Regions from separate parts of the Mus musculus genome. Here region 2 is linked to region 1. Evidence: chromatin contacts called from public HiChIP or PLAC-seq data. All regions are on one chromosome and are shown on one strand. Each heading gives the region's core, a stretch centred on a gene start, on an enhancer-like site or on the middle of the called end of the contact. The rest is flanking DNA. Distances are from core to core; before and after follow the strand shown. Region 1 has its middle 14 kb from the start of Gm36297. Region 2 has its middle 24 kb from the start of Ivns1abp.

Region 1 (6,831 bases), core at 1,471-3,970:
GTTATCAGGTAGAAAAATACTTATTTGTAGTATCAGCATAACATTTGACTACAAACAGCGCCGGCATTGTGAGGCAGTATCTTTACAATGATGAGCGAGTATCTTCCAGAATAATTATGGCTTTTACCAAAGCACTTCTCTTCTGTGTAACAAATGCAAGTGAGTTTATAAACAATGACTCATGATCACTTACTACCAAAACAATCCAGTAATGTGCATACTTTTTATTCAGGGCCGCTAATGCCTTCCAGAAATCTCTTTTGTTCTCTGCCTCTGTCAACCAATCCGCGTCATGGCCATTAAGTCCATCAAGCTCAGGAAAGCAATGCAGCACAGTTCACAGTGAGGTCGACCACCTGACACAAAGCTGTGTGCAGAGCGACAATGCCTCCCCAGGACTGCGCTAACCTGACTCAACAGGATGCATTAGTGGGATACAATTGTGGGCTTATGGAGTGATTCCCGTTAGCCACTGAACGTGAGGCATCTTCTAATTCCTCAGTGGTTTAAAGACTCATTCCATTTGTTTGCCAGAAAGCCGAGCGAACATAAAAAAAAAAAAAATGTAGCAATGAAATTATGGGTTGCTCTGTCCACCTAAAATAATTGCCATCATTTTAAAAACATTATTGATTTAGTTTTTATCTTAACACACAGAGCCAGACAAACATTTTTAAATCATAGTAAACAATACTATTCCCACTGCAAAAGAACCTTCATTTTTTTAAAATGCTTTATAAAGGTGAGACTGACTTATACATCATCCTTCCACCAAAGTACAAAAATGTTATCCATTACTTCTCAAAACAAAATAAGCCCAGACTATACTTAGTCAGCCTAGATAACACCCTAGAAGGACATCTTGCCTTGCCAACCCCATTTGACACAGGATAAAACTGGAGACCAAATAGGTGAACTGATTTAAAGGTAAACACAGGGCAGGGGACCGAGTGAATGAACTTGGGTAAACCAGAAGTCACGTGACTTCCTCTCCTTTGCTCCTTCCACAATGGATAGAGTTCACTGTCCTCCTGTCTGTCTCCCTTCCAGTATCTTCTAACCCTCTCCTTACCCCATGAGCCTAACCTATCATCAATTCTCAAAGACTCGGATTTTTTTTTCCGTGAACTCTTACATTTAAAAAATAATTTTTTAAGCTGGGTTTATTAAAAACTCTCCTTGGGAGACTGAGATTTGAGGCCACTTGATCTACATAGTGAGTTCCAAGCCAGTCAGGCTATACAGTAAAACTCTGCCTCGAAAAAAGGCAAGAGAAAGAGAATTTTTAAAACGAGCATGGGTTCTTAACCCAAAATGCAGCCTTGCCATATTAAGCAGACATCACCTAACAAAAGTAGTCTCTATTCAATTGGTTTGGGAAATCCAAGGACAAGCAAAGATTCCTCCTCTGTCAGAGTCCCCGGCTTCCCATGTTGTGTACTTTATAAGTCTTCAAACACACGTATGTCTGTCTTATTCAATTATGAATTTACATTGTAAATACTTGATGAAATGAACACCATTTGAGACCTCTATGACAGGGACTAATCCCAGGAATAGAGGTGCTTTACAGTGATGAATGAGATTGTCACTTCGAGATTTTGAAACATACATGGTAGAAAATAAAACTGTTTATCCCGTCAAAGCAGAAAGGATTCAGAGAGCCTGCATTCATAATTGATTTTCCGAAGATTAAAAGATGTGGAGGAGATAAATCTTAAGCTCTCCTTTCACATACTGGAAACTGAGCCGTGAGAGCAGGCACTGGGTGTACTAGCCACGTCGCCTCATATCTGTACCAGCTTTCTCATGGTGATGGGTGTGAACTCATTGGGCACTGGCTGCATTCTGGGCTGGGAGGGGTCTTTTACACTATTTACAACAGACCTCTAAGATAGAGCCAAGGTACCTATATAATTATATACTGCAATGTATACCCAAGTCAGTCTTGTTTGCAGGTTTCTGATGTTAGTTTCATGATGACACACTTTCTTTAACAAAGCCCAGCAGCCTAAGTTCCAATAAGTCAAACACCCAGCAGCCTAAGTTCCAATAAATCAAACATGAACTGCACTTCCCCCTTCAAACGACAATTCCGGAGTTTCATGACTAAAGCCAGAGTTAGTTCTGCTTAAATTTCGAAATCGATCTTTGTTTTTGTTTTTTGTTTTTGTTTTTGTTTTGTTTTGTTTTCCCCTCTCTTTTGTTGAAGGAGAGGGAAACAGACGCCACTTGCTTCAACGTCTCCTTAAACCAAGATTTCGTATTAGTTGACAGCACATCCAGTTATGTCCCCAGAGTTCCCTGCCACCATCCCTTCCCACTGAGCACTTTGGTGGAGCACTGTCGAGGTACCTGATTTCAAGTGGGAAGCAGCCTAAATAATAAGAGTGAAGCAGAGAGACAGTGAAGGAGTTCAGCCTCTCAATCAATGACTAACTTCTAAAGCTTTAAACACAACCTAATTTGAAACTCTGTGAGGCATTGTCTCAAATGAAGTCTTAACAGTCATCCTCAACGCTGAAGAGATCTGACAGTGGGAACTTGAAACATTTATCTAGGATTTGGCCAACAAACAGGAATAAAAGACGTCAGAAGGTGCCAAAGCAAAACCCGCACTCAATAACAATAGAAATGTGAGAGGATCCTTAGGAGCTGACTGTCTTGTTCTCACGGGGTGGGGGCGGGGGCAGGGGCGGAGCGGGGCGGGGCGGGCGTTGCAGAGGATATGCTGTTCTTCATTTATCTGGAGCTAATGTTTACTTTGGTCTGTTTTCGCTTCCTCCCCTCTCCCACTTCCTACTAAACATGTCACATTGAACTCCCCTCATGTCAACATTTGAGGGCCTCATTTAGCAGCTACATTGTGTCCACTTCCTGGTGTTACCAAATATATCACTTTTGTCCACTTTGAAAATAAGTTTGAATTAAACACATTTATTAAACTAAGATGGTGCCCGAGCTATCCCCATCCTTACTCCCTCTTCTCACGCTCAACTTTCCAATAAAATCACGGGAAACACCAGCTGCCCCGTGTGATCCTGAACCTGTATCTGGGTTGGCCCCCCTTCCCTCCATCGTCAGTCAGTCAGTCTGTCTGTCTGTCTGTCTGTCTGTCAGCCCCCCTTCCCTCCCCTGTGACTCCATAAAGCCAGAGGACCGACAGGAATGGACATGCCAATTCCGCCCTCTCACCGCCCCCCCCCCCAATCAGCTCTCTTTGGGCAAACTCTGTGGAGTCTGTATTTTCTCCTACTTTTGGCGATTTCCATTGGTTATTCAGGATTCTTATTAATCAGATCTAGGATGTTCAGAATTGACTATTACCTTGTTTTAATATCCCTTTCTTGTTATTATCTGTGTTTTCACGAGGAAAAAAAGGCCTCAATTTTATCTTCTAAGTTTCCCACAAACTTTCTCACCCTACAGTATTTGTAATTTCTAATATATCTTTTTTTTTTTCCTTTAGTTCTTCTTTCACCACAGCAGCTTGGTATCCATGCCCGCCCGCCCCCACTCCCCCACATCACATTATTTTGTCTATATGAAGGTTAGGATGTTAGTTCCTTTTCATCTTCTCTTTGCATCATCTCTAATGAAATCACAAACCTCTGTGGACAGTATTTTAGTCCTTAATGCCTGAGGTCTAGTTTGAATGTTGAAGTCTTTCTTCAATTCTATGACAGAGCATACCTGAAGGCTCCTGGTCCTGTCTCCTCTGTGTTCAAACCCACTGCCGCATTTCCTCTCAGTGACCAGGCAGAATCCATTTCTTAAACCCCTAAACCAGGAAGACACCTTGTAGTTTGCTCAACGCAATTAGTTTGCTCGACTAATTAGTTTGCTCAATGCAATTCAGTAGACATAGCAGTGAGCTGGTTCCATGCGTAGGCAGCAAGAAACCTTGTAAGATTCTGTGTGCGTTCACTGTTACCTCTGCCACTTCCATGACCATGTATATTAGCCTACTGGACAACCAGAAAAAACAGCGTCTCTGTCATTTCAACTAAGTTCTCCCTAGACTATGTGAAGCCCAAAAGCTCCTAAGCACGAGAACAACTCTAGTTAAGGTCAAACACAGCCACTTTGCAGACTACTCTAGGCAAGAGAACACTGTTTTTCCTTACATCTGTGGTTGTTGGTTATGCGGCAGTATTCGTGTGATTGTAACCAACACAGAAGTCCTTGCTAGCCAGATGTGTAGGATCCCATACACACTATCAAAGCACTTAAATCACATGGCTATGAAATGGAAGCCTCTGCAAGTGACTTAAGAAGAGAAGAATACGACCTGGTTTGCATTTTGAAAAGCAGCTCTAGCTGTGTAGGTAAAACTGAAAGTGGAGCGGATCGCTTAGGTTTCTTGTGATATCAAAACTGCGTAGGAAATCACAGCTCATGAAAATAAGTAGATCCAAGGCTTCATATAGGACCAGCCACAAACTGGGTGTGGCTTTTGAGAAAACAGCTACAGAGACAACAGTGGAGAAGATACTCTTGTCTGAGGATGGAGGTCCAGCCATGGTGGAGCACATCTGTAATTCCAGCAGTCACGAAGCCAAAGCAAGAGGCTTGGCATGCAAGACCAGCAGCCTGTGCTATAAGAAATTTTGGGGACATTCTGGGTTATATGAAGAGACCCTGTCTCAAAACAAATAAACAAACAACAACAACAAACGAATCAACAAACCAAGCAGAGGAAGAAGACTAGGAGAATCGGAGCCTTAAAGCCAAACAGTTTCAAAGAGAAGGATCCATCAACGGCAGCACTTCTGTCTGAGCTGTCCCTCATTAGCATACCGGAGGATCAAAATTTTAGAACCTAAGAGGGATTTAAAGATCAAGGACTCAACACTGCACTGACAGCTACAAAGTTATTTTTCTAACTAAGTGATTTTAAATGAGGTGCCCCTGGGAATCTGACAGTGAAGCAGAGCTTTAAAACACTTCCTAATGCACTTACTGTAATAATAATTACAAAATAATCCCTTAGAAGTCTAGTGAAACTTAAGAGAAAGGGCAGGGAAATTATCGTTAGCATCCATAATTAGTTCTTGCCTTTCTAAACTCAGGTGACTGACTTCCTGTAGAGAAGCCCTTCTCAACCTATGGGTCACGACCCCCTGGTGGGGTCAACCGACCCTTTCACAGGGGTCACCTAAGACCATCAGAGAACACAGATATTTATATTATGATTGATAATGGTAGCAAAGCTACCATTATGAAGTAGTAACGAGATAATTTTATGCTTGGCGGTCACCACAACATGGGGAGCTATATTAATGGGTCACAGCATTAGGGAGGTTGAGGACCACTGCTCTAGAGCACTCTGGTGCAGGTATAAGCATAAAGAGCATCTCTCTCTGGCACGGGACACTATGGGTATCTGATCCAGGGACTTCCAGAAGCCTGCTTTTTGTTCTTCTGATACTGACCCTGCCTTAATCTTGTCCTCCAACAGAGAGTAAGCATGGTTAAATGAATCTGCTATGTTGAGGTTGTTTTATTTACTTAATAGAAATAAGCCCCCCACCCCTTATAAAGGAGTGTGAAATCAATGCTCCCAGAATCCAAACCAATCCATGCTATTTAGATCCCACTGAGACTGGAGATTTCCCGAGTCTTTTTGTATAAGTTGTTCAGTTTTTTTTACCAACACAGGAAATATCAGGAGATTGTGGGCCCTGTGTATAATCAACTGGTCACTAATAGCTAAAGGTAGTGTACTGTTCTCTTACTTTGAAAAATCTTCCTGAAGGAGAAGACAGGAGCTGCTCTAAGAGGAGAGAGAATGCGTCCCCACCATCTCAAGCCTGATACTAAGCAAAGCTCTTCCTAGGCCCCAGCAGTTTTCCATTTAGTAATGAGAGCCATTTGCTTAAAGTTTCACCTGAGACGCAGCTGCTCCCTTGGTTAGGGTGAGTCCAGGGACTGTCTCACACCTTTTACCATCCCTCTAAACCAGTCCAGTGCTCTCAGCCTTCCTTTCTGCTGCTTTGACCCTTTAATACAGTTCTCATGTTGTGGTGACCTCCCCCCACCCCACCTCACCCCCGCCAACAACTATAAAATTATTTTTGTTTCTATTTCATGACTGTAATTTTGCTACTGTTATGAACTGTAATATAAATATCTGTCTTTGTAGTGGTCTTAGGAGATCCTGTTAAAATCACACCCCTGCCTCCCGGGGTCACAACCCACAGGTTGAGAACCACTTCTCTAAGTGTTAGCAGAATCCTCAGAAGAATACAAGGAATCTGCAAATAGCCCCTCCACACCCCTAGCTGGTGTTTATGCCACATTGTAGGACTGGACCACAAAAGGTAAATGCTCCCCCACTCTCAGGTAGACTAATTAATCCCTCACTCATCTACAATCCTAAACACACTTCCAGTGTGAACTGTCTCCAAAGGGAACTGTTGAACCTTAGAGTCAGGTAGAAAGGGATTAAATCTCGTGAGTATCAGAACTGAAGCCCTCAGTTCTGGCACTTCCTTCAGAACAGCCAGCTTCCGGTTTTAAGAACTTGTGATTGACAGCTTTCCATCACTGGGAAAAAATACCTAAGAGAAAGCATCTTACCATGAGTAAACATTCATCTTGGCTGAGTTTCATTCCGTAGCTGCTGGTCCTATTGCTTTGGGCCTGTGGCAAGGAAGGAAATCACTATAGAAGCTCATGGCAGAAGATGCTTAACTCATGGTGGCCAGTAAGCAGAAAGAGAAGGCACTGATTAGGGAAAGGGCTGGGGCCCCACTCTCCTGGCGATGGCATGCTCCCAGTGACTTGATGTCCTCTCACAATGTTACTTCTCTTATTCTAACAGCTCTA
Region 2 (6,831 bases), core at 1,841-4,340, 280 kb after region 1:
GATATCAAAATGGAGATTTCCGTTTTAGAATGCATGATGAGGCTGGATATTAAGACTGAGTGTGGTCCCTACCAATGCTAAAAATAATTTTGGGGGGGGCTGGTGAGATGGCTCAGCAGTTAAGAGCACCCGACTGCTCTTCCGAAGGTCCTGAGTTCAAATCCCAGCAACCACATGGTGGCTCACAATTATCCCTAACAAGATCTGACTCCCTCTTCTGGTGTGTCTGAAGACAGCTACAGTGTACTTACATATAATAAATAAATAAATCTTTAAATAAAATAATAATTTTTGGAGGAATTTGTGATAACTCCATAATATGTTAGAGTCATTCCACATAATGTTTGGGGGTCGTATTTTTAGACAAACAACAACCAAGCAAACAAAAACCAGAAAACAAACAGGTACTTGTACACTTGCAAGCTCAGCACTAAGAAGACCCAGGAAGGTAGGAGGGTCAGGAGTTTGAGGCCAGCCTGGGCTACAAAGCAAAGTCAGGACATTCTTGGCTTCATATTGAGACCCTGTATTTCACACTCACACACATACACACGCACACACACACACACACACACACGCACACACACCCCACCACCACCACCACCAACAACAACAACAAAAACAACAACAACAAAATAACAACACAGAATGTCACTTATCTGTAATTCATTTCTTTTTGCTTTTGAGGCAGTCTTACTGAGGAGACCAAGACTATCCTTGAACTCAGTATACATAGCCCGGACCATCCTCAAACTCGCAATCTTCCTGTGGAGGAACATGCATGTGCCACCAGTGTCTGTGGGATTTAGGGGAGTTGCAAGGACAAGAGGGAGTCGGGCTCTCCTTTCACAGTGTGGATTCTAAGAACTGAACTCAGGTAACCGGACTTGGTGCCAAGGTTTACCCCCTGAGCCATCTCAGCAGCTCTTACGTGGCAGTTTTAACTAGAGTTCAAGTCACCTACGATCACAGACATACATACCATTTATGACATAATGGTAATAATCCGAGAGAGAGAGGGAAGGGAACCCTAAAACGAGCAATTTCATAAGGATCCTTTCTCTAACTGGTAAAACTGTAAAAACCTCAAATAGAAATGTGAATAATTGGGGCTGGTGAGATGGCTCAGCGGTTAAGAGCACTGACTGCACTTCTGAAGGTCCTGAGTTCAAATCCCAGCAACCACATGGTGGCTCAGAACCACCCGTAATGAGATCTGATGCCCTCTTCTGGTGTGTCTGAAAACAGCTACAATGTACTTACATATAATAATAAACAAATATCTGGGCCAGAGAGAGCAGAGCTGGAGCAAGCAGAGGTCCTGAGTTTAATTCCCAGCAACCACATGATGGCTCACAACCATCTGCACAGCTACAGTGTACTCATATACATAAAATAAATAAATAAATCTTTAAAAAAGAGAGAGAAATGTGAATAATCGATCCTTGAATTAGTTATAAGCACAGTGGGGCCCTGCAGAGGATCTTTCATCTGGATCAGGATCATACGTGGAGCCCTGGGGTGTCTGGCTGACTCTGCTATGAGCCTCAGAGAGTGATGGGCTCCCATCTGCCAGTGCTTAGAGGGGTGGCTGGAGGATCTCCCAGGACACACAGCCTGGAGAGTCGAGAGCTAACACTCAGTTGGGCTATCCTCAAGGGACTTGTCTGAAAGGAAGAGTTCTTCTCTTTTCTTTTTAAAACATCAGTATGACTTGCTCTCAGCATTGAACTTGACATGAAAACAAATTCCGAGTGGTACTGTTGTTGATACAACTTCTGGAAAAGCTTAAGCCACACACCCGAGCCACACACACTTCCAGGAGCTGAGTGATGTGGCTTTAAAAGAAAGGCACTGAAAAACCAAAATAAGTATAACACATCACAAGTATTTCAAAATACATATTTTTTTCTTTCAGGGTAGCTATGCCCCCACTGTCCTAAAGTCACACTGCATACACACTGTAAACAGAATTTCTTGTCCTTGATCTTACAGTAAACACTGAGAAGCGCTCTGTCCCGAGGGCTCCCGAGAAAGAAGAGAGCAAGCAATTATATACACTTACTCTGTGAATAGATCATCGGGTCTGAAAAGATAGCTTCTTGGATTTTTGCGCACCCAAGTTTCACAAGCAGAAATGATTTTTTAAATCTATAAATAGATGTGTATCGGGAATATAACTAAAGAAATGTGAGTGGCACCTGCCATTAGATCACATGACATCATTCACACTCCGATGAGGAAGACCTTCAGTGGGGACACTGCTGCTCCTCTGTGCTGCCTGCCAAGGCTGCCAGTCAGTATGTTAGAAGGAGAGTTGAAACTCTTCAAATTTGTCAAGAGCAATCCAGTGGCCAAAGGCAGCCATTACCTTCTTTCAGAGGCTATCTGTAAGCCAATAAAGCAACAGGCACTGTGTTGGACTCAGTGGAAAAGGCCCACAAGCATGCACGCTCGAGCATACACACACACACACACACACACACACACACACACACACACACGAACTATACTATAACTGATTCGTTTTTAAAGAAACAGGGCGGTGATGGCTTACACCTTTAATCCCAACACTTGGGAGGCACAGGCAGGAGGATCTCTGTTCAAGGCCAGCCTGGTCTACAGAGTGAATTCCAGGACAGCCAGGGCTACACAGAGAAACCCTGTCTCAAAAAAAAAAAAAAACAAAAAAAACAAAAAAACAAAAACAAAACAAAACAAAACAAAAAAAAAACAATTAAAAAAATGGTGAGGCTGCAGGTGTAGCATAGTGAGAATGTGTGTAAAGTATACTCAAAGCCCCAGGTTCAAACCCAAGCATCCCAAAGAAGCAAAAATGGTAGCTCTATAGGTATAAGTAAAATACACTATATTTATGAAAATGCACAATAAAATGCATTATTGTGTAAAATGAATGTATGCTATTGCTAATAAAAAACATTTTTTTAAAAGTAACCCTAGCTGCTATTTAACAAAATTCATGAGAGTATATCATTGTGGACTAATGTCTTTCACTATGGCCCAGGAGATAGTGTATAGAAATGCTGACCCAAACCACAACAAAACTGTGTGGCTTGTCTGACCTTGCCTTTCAGAGACATCGGGAGAGGAAGAGAGTGGAGGAAACGAGTTGACAGAATAGAATGGGCTTTGTTACTTTGTTTCCTTGTTGTGCAAGCTAGCTCACCAACCTGTTCACTCAGCCTCACAGCTCCGTTTTTAGATGGTGTTGACCTGTGAATTCCAAGTTAATCTAATTCAATCGTTGAGCTAAATGTGTTAGATTTCTGAGTTCTGACAATGCCTGTGGAAGTCTATATGCTATGCAAAAGAACTGAATAGTATCTGGTTTTTAAAATTCTATTGTTAACATTTTTAATTAGGTATGTGGGGGGGGGTATATTCACATGAGTGCAGATGCCTCCAGAGGCCAGAGGTGTCAGATCCCCCAGGAACTGGAGTTACAGGTGGTTGTGAGTCACCTGATATGGTGCTAAGAATTGAACCCAGGTTCTCTGCTAGAGCAGTTAGCACTATGACCTGCTGAACCATCTCCTGTTCCTGTTATGCTTGCCTGTTGCTTGCTTGCTTGCTTGCTTGGTTAATTGGTTGGTTGGTTTGGTTGGTTTGGTTGGTTTTTGGTTTTTGAAACATCTACTATGTATCCAAAACTGATCCTCCAGCATCTGCCTCCAAAGAGTGGGATTACCGGCCTGTGCCACCACACTGGCTTTTACACAGTGTTAGGAATAGAACCCAGAGCTTTGTGCACACTAGGCAAGCACTCAATGGACATCCATCCCCAGCTGGCTAGTACATTTTAAGAGACAGTGGAATCTCACTCTGGCCTCTCCTCAACTTCCTATCCCTTGTCTCTGCAGAAAGAACTGAGGGAAGACATGCAGGGTGCAGGAGTAGAAGATGGGGTCTATTACCAAGTAAAGGGCCGCGTTCTCCAGAGTGAGACCACTGTTCCAATGGTCACAGTTCAGTCAAATTTTACATATTTCCTAACTTTCCTGAAATAGCTTTTCTGAGGGGTTTTTACCTCTCCGGGTAATTGACAGGCCCATATTGAGTGATTCTTGTGGGATATGGCAATGGTGGAGATCCTATTGAGGATAGGAATCCTGTAAGTTTAGGGCTTTGGGGACCAGCTTGAGATAGTAATCAGAGTCCTGAAGTTACTGCCCAGGCAATTGACTGTGAGGGAAGAGTCCAGCATGTCCTTCAAGCTTACTGATAGCTAAGCAGGCTCCTAACAGAAGCGTTCTAGCAATTTTTTCAGGGTTTGATTATTTATTTGTTTTAAAAATTTGTATTTTTAACTGGACTCAGAAATGTAAGTTCTTAGAAAGAAAAAGCTGTACCCTGACAATGTGCTCTCAAACATTTTTCTTTAACTTCATCATTTCCTAGGGCAAAACATGAGAATATTTAGCAGGCACTTCTAATTTCCTTCCAGTGATTTTCTTCAGAGCAATAGCTGGCGCTCAAGTACACTGCTCACACAGGAAAACAGGGTCCTGGGCCTTCGGAGCTTCGGTTCCTAGCGTCTCACCACTACTCATGAGATTTCTGAAGACATATTGGTAGATATCTTCTACTTTAGAGAGACTGAAAAGTGTATAGAGTCTGCTGTAGCCCTCTTGGACCCCAGATGACACAGGGGACAGTATCTGAGAGTATCTGTCGAAATGGCTTCAACAATGACAGGCTGAGATCCCTCTGACTAACTAAAACAGCATTTCTCACATCTCACAACCTGTGGCTTGCAACCCCTGCATTTCAGATATTTATATTACAATTCATAACAGTAGTGAAATTACAGTTATGAAGTAGCAACAAAATAATTTTATGGCTGAAGGTTGTCACAACACAAGGAACTATATTAAAAGGTCACGGCATCAGGAAGGTTGAGAACCACTGGACTAAAACAATACATCCTCAAACAGATGTGTGATTTCTGTCTCCAGGTCTCCCAGGAGGCCCCTTACTCAACAGCAAGCACACCAAGCCTAGAGTCAGGGCATCCTGCTTCAAGGGAAAATGTTCTTTGTTATTCCCACCACTGACTAAGATCGTGTAGCGCCCTGTCCATTCTTTAACCAGAACTACAGCAGCAGCCTGTGTGGTCAGGCCTTCTTGAACGAAGTCTAGAGTTGATGACCACTGTCCCGTGAGCTTCTCACAGAAGATATTTAGGGCCATCTTGATGTTGCTTGGTTTTGTTCTGTTTTGTTTTTGTTTTTATTTTCATTTTTATTTTGTTTCAGTTTTGAGACAGATTCTCAAGTGCTGGAATTATAGGTTACAAGCATGAGCCACCAAACCCAACAGATATATCAAAAATACAATGTTGGAAAACATAGTAAGCATTTTAGTTTAGCTGGAAATAGAATGATCAAGTACTATTCCTTTTTGACTCAAGGGGATACAGGAGAACACATTTAGTAAAACTATGCACACATACACAATCCTCTGTGTGTGTGTGGTGTGTAATGTGTACATACTTGAGGCAGAATCTTGCTATGAATCCCTGCCTAGACTTGAATTTGAATTCATAATCTTTCTGTTTCCACTTCGCTTCTGCTGAGACTCCTGGTTATGTCTAATAATTTTTATTGTGGAAAGAATCTCATTGTGTAGCCCATGCTAAACCTTGAACTTTCAACCCTTCCTCCCATTAGTATGAACCACCCTTACCTAGGGTGTATATGCTTGGCCTTGTTGGAGTAGGTGTGGCCTTATTGGAGTGGGTGTGGCCTTGTTGGAGGAAGTGTGTCACTGTGGGTGTGGGCTTTTAGACCCTCATCCTAGCTGCCTGGGAGCTGGTGTTCTAGGGGCCTTAAGATGAGGATGTAGAACTCTCAGCTCTTTCTGCACCATGCCTGCCATGTTCCCACCTTGATGATAAGCGACTGAACCTCTGAACCTGTAAGCCAGCCCTAATTAAATGTTGTCCTTATAAGAGTTGCCTTAGTCATGGTATCTCTTCACAGCAGTAAAATCCTAACTAAGAAAGCCAGCTACTCTTTTTTAAAGAGAAATGTTTTTTTGTTCCTTAAAATGCTTATGAATAATTTGAAAACAAAGTATCTCTTTCTTTGAGACAGAGTCTGATGTTGTCCAGGCTAGCCTAGAACTCCTGATCCTTTCCACAAGTGCTGGGATTATATGAATGGACCACCACATAGAGCTCAAATGATCTCCTTTTCAAAATAAATTCTACTTTAAAATGTTGAGCAAAATGATTCAACAGGCAAAGGTGCTTACTGCCAAGCCGGAGGACCTGGTCAACCTCTGGACCCCACATGATGTAAGGAGAAAACCAATTCCTACTGTCTTCTGACCTCCTCACATGGGCCATGCATGCACACTCTCTAAGCACACATACAAACAAAATAAATACTGATAAAACATTTTAATTAACTGCTGAATTTCTAGTTCTACTATATAGTGAATTTCAAGCAAAAACTAGAAAAAATGCTCTCTGAACTCCAAGTCATTGTTTTTATGAAATAGTACATCTAAGTAATCTAATATTTTACATATACATACATAAACATTCTACATATAAATATATACATATATACTTATATACATACACATACATATGCATAGAATGAAGTCCTTCTTAAGCAAGCCAAAGCTCCTTACAAGTTAACTAGAGTCCCACAAAATATTGAAGAAGAAAACAATTCATGACACTTGTTAACAACAGTCAAAGCAGACTGTCCAGGAAGTGTTGTGGCAGTAGAGATTCACAAGGGAGAAGAGAGAATGGCTAGCTCCAAATGTAAAGGAAAGTGAGACTTTCCAGCCAACACG

The links. HiChIP or PLAC-seq counts read pairs in DNA pulled down with a chosen protein or histone mark.
Region 2: an H3K4me3 HiChIP or PLAC-seq map of microglia shows a contact between it and region 1, with 5 times the contacts expected there. The contact joins two enhancer-like sites. A contact is called at or near these places in 8 of 39 promoter capture datasets (HPC-7-derived erythroid cells, embryonic stem cells, fetal liver and 3 more), 2 of 484 Hi-C or Micro-C datasets (bone marrow-derived macrophages and uterus), 3 of 115 datasets of contacts at active chromatin or transcription factors (bone marrow-derived macrophages, fetal liver and microglia) and 1 of 9 other capture datasets (embryonic stem cells).

What each region holds. Positions count from the first base shown.
Region 1 is chr1:151,038,426-151,045,256 of GRCm38.p6, forward strand. No RefSeq gene overlaps it. Among named protein-coding and RNA genes, the nearest start is that of Gm36297, 14 kb to the right of the region's middle. Within about 2 kb of position 2,721, at least 24 of the 459 cell types and tissues checked have an H3K27ac peak or open chromatin away from gene starts, as enhancers often do. A contact at or near this core is called in microglia, where this site is marked.
Region 2 is chr1:151,317,496-151,324,326 of GRCm38.p6, forward strand. It overlaps the pseudogene Gm10138. Among named protein-coding and RNA genes, the nearest start is that of Ivns1abp, 24 kb to the right of the region's middle. Within about 2 kb of position 3,091, at least 5 of the 459 cell types and tissues checked have an H3K27ac peak or open chromatin away from gene starts, as enhancers often do. A contact at or near this core is called in microglia, where this site is marked.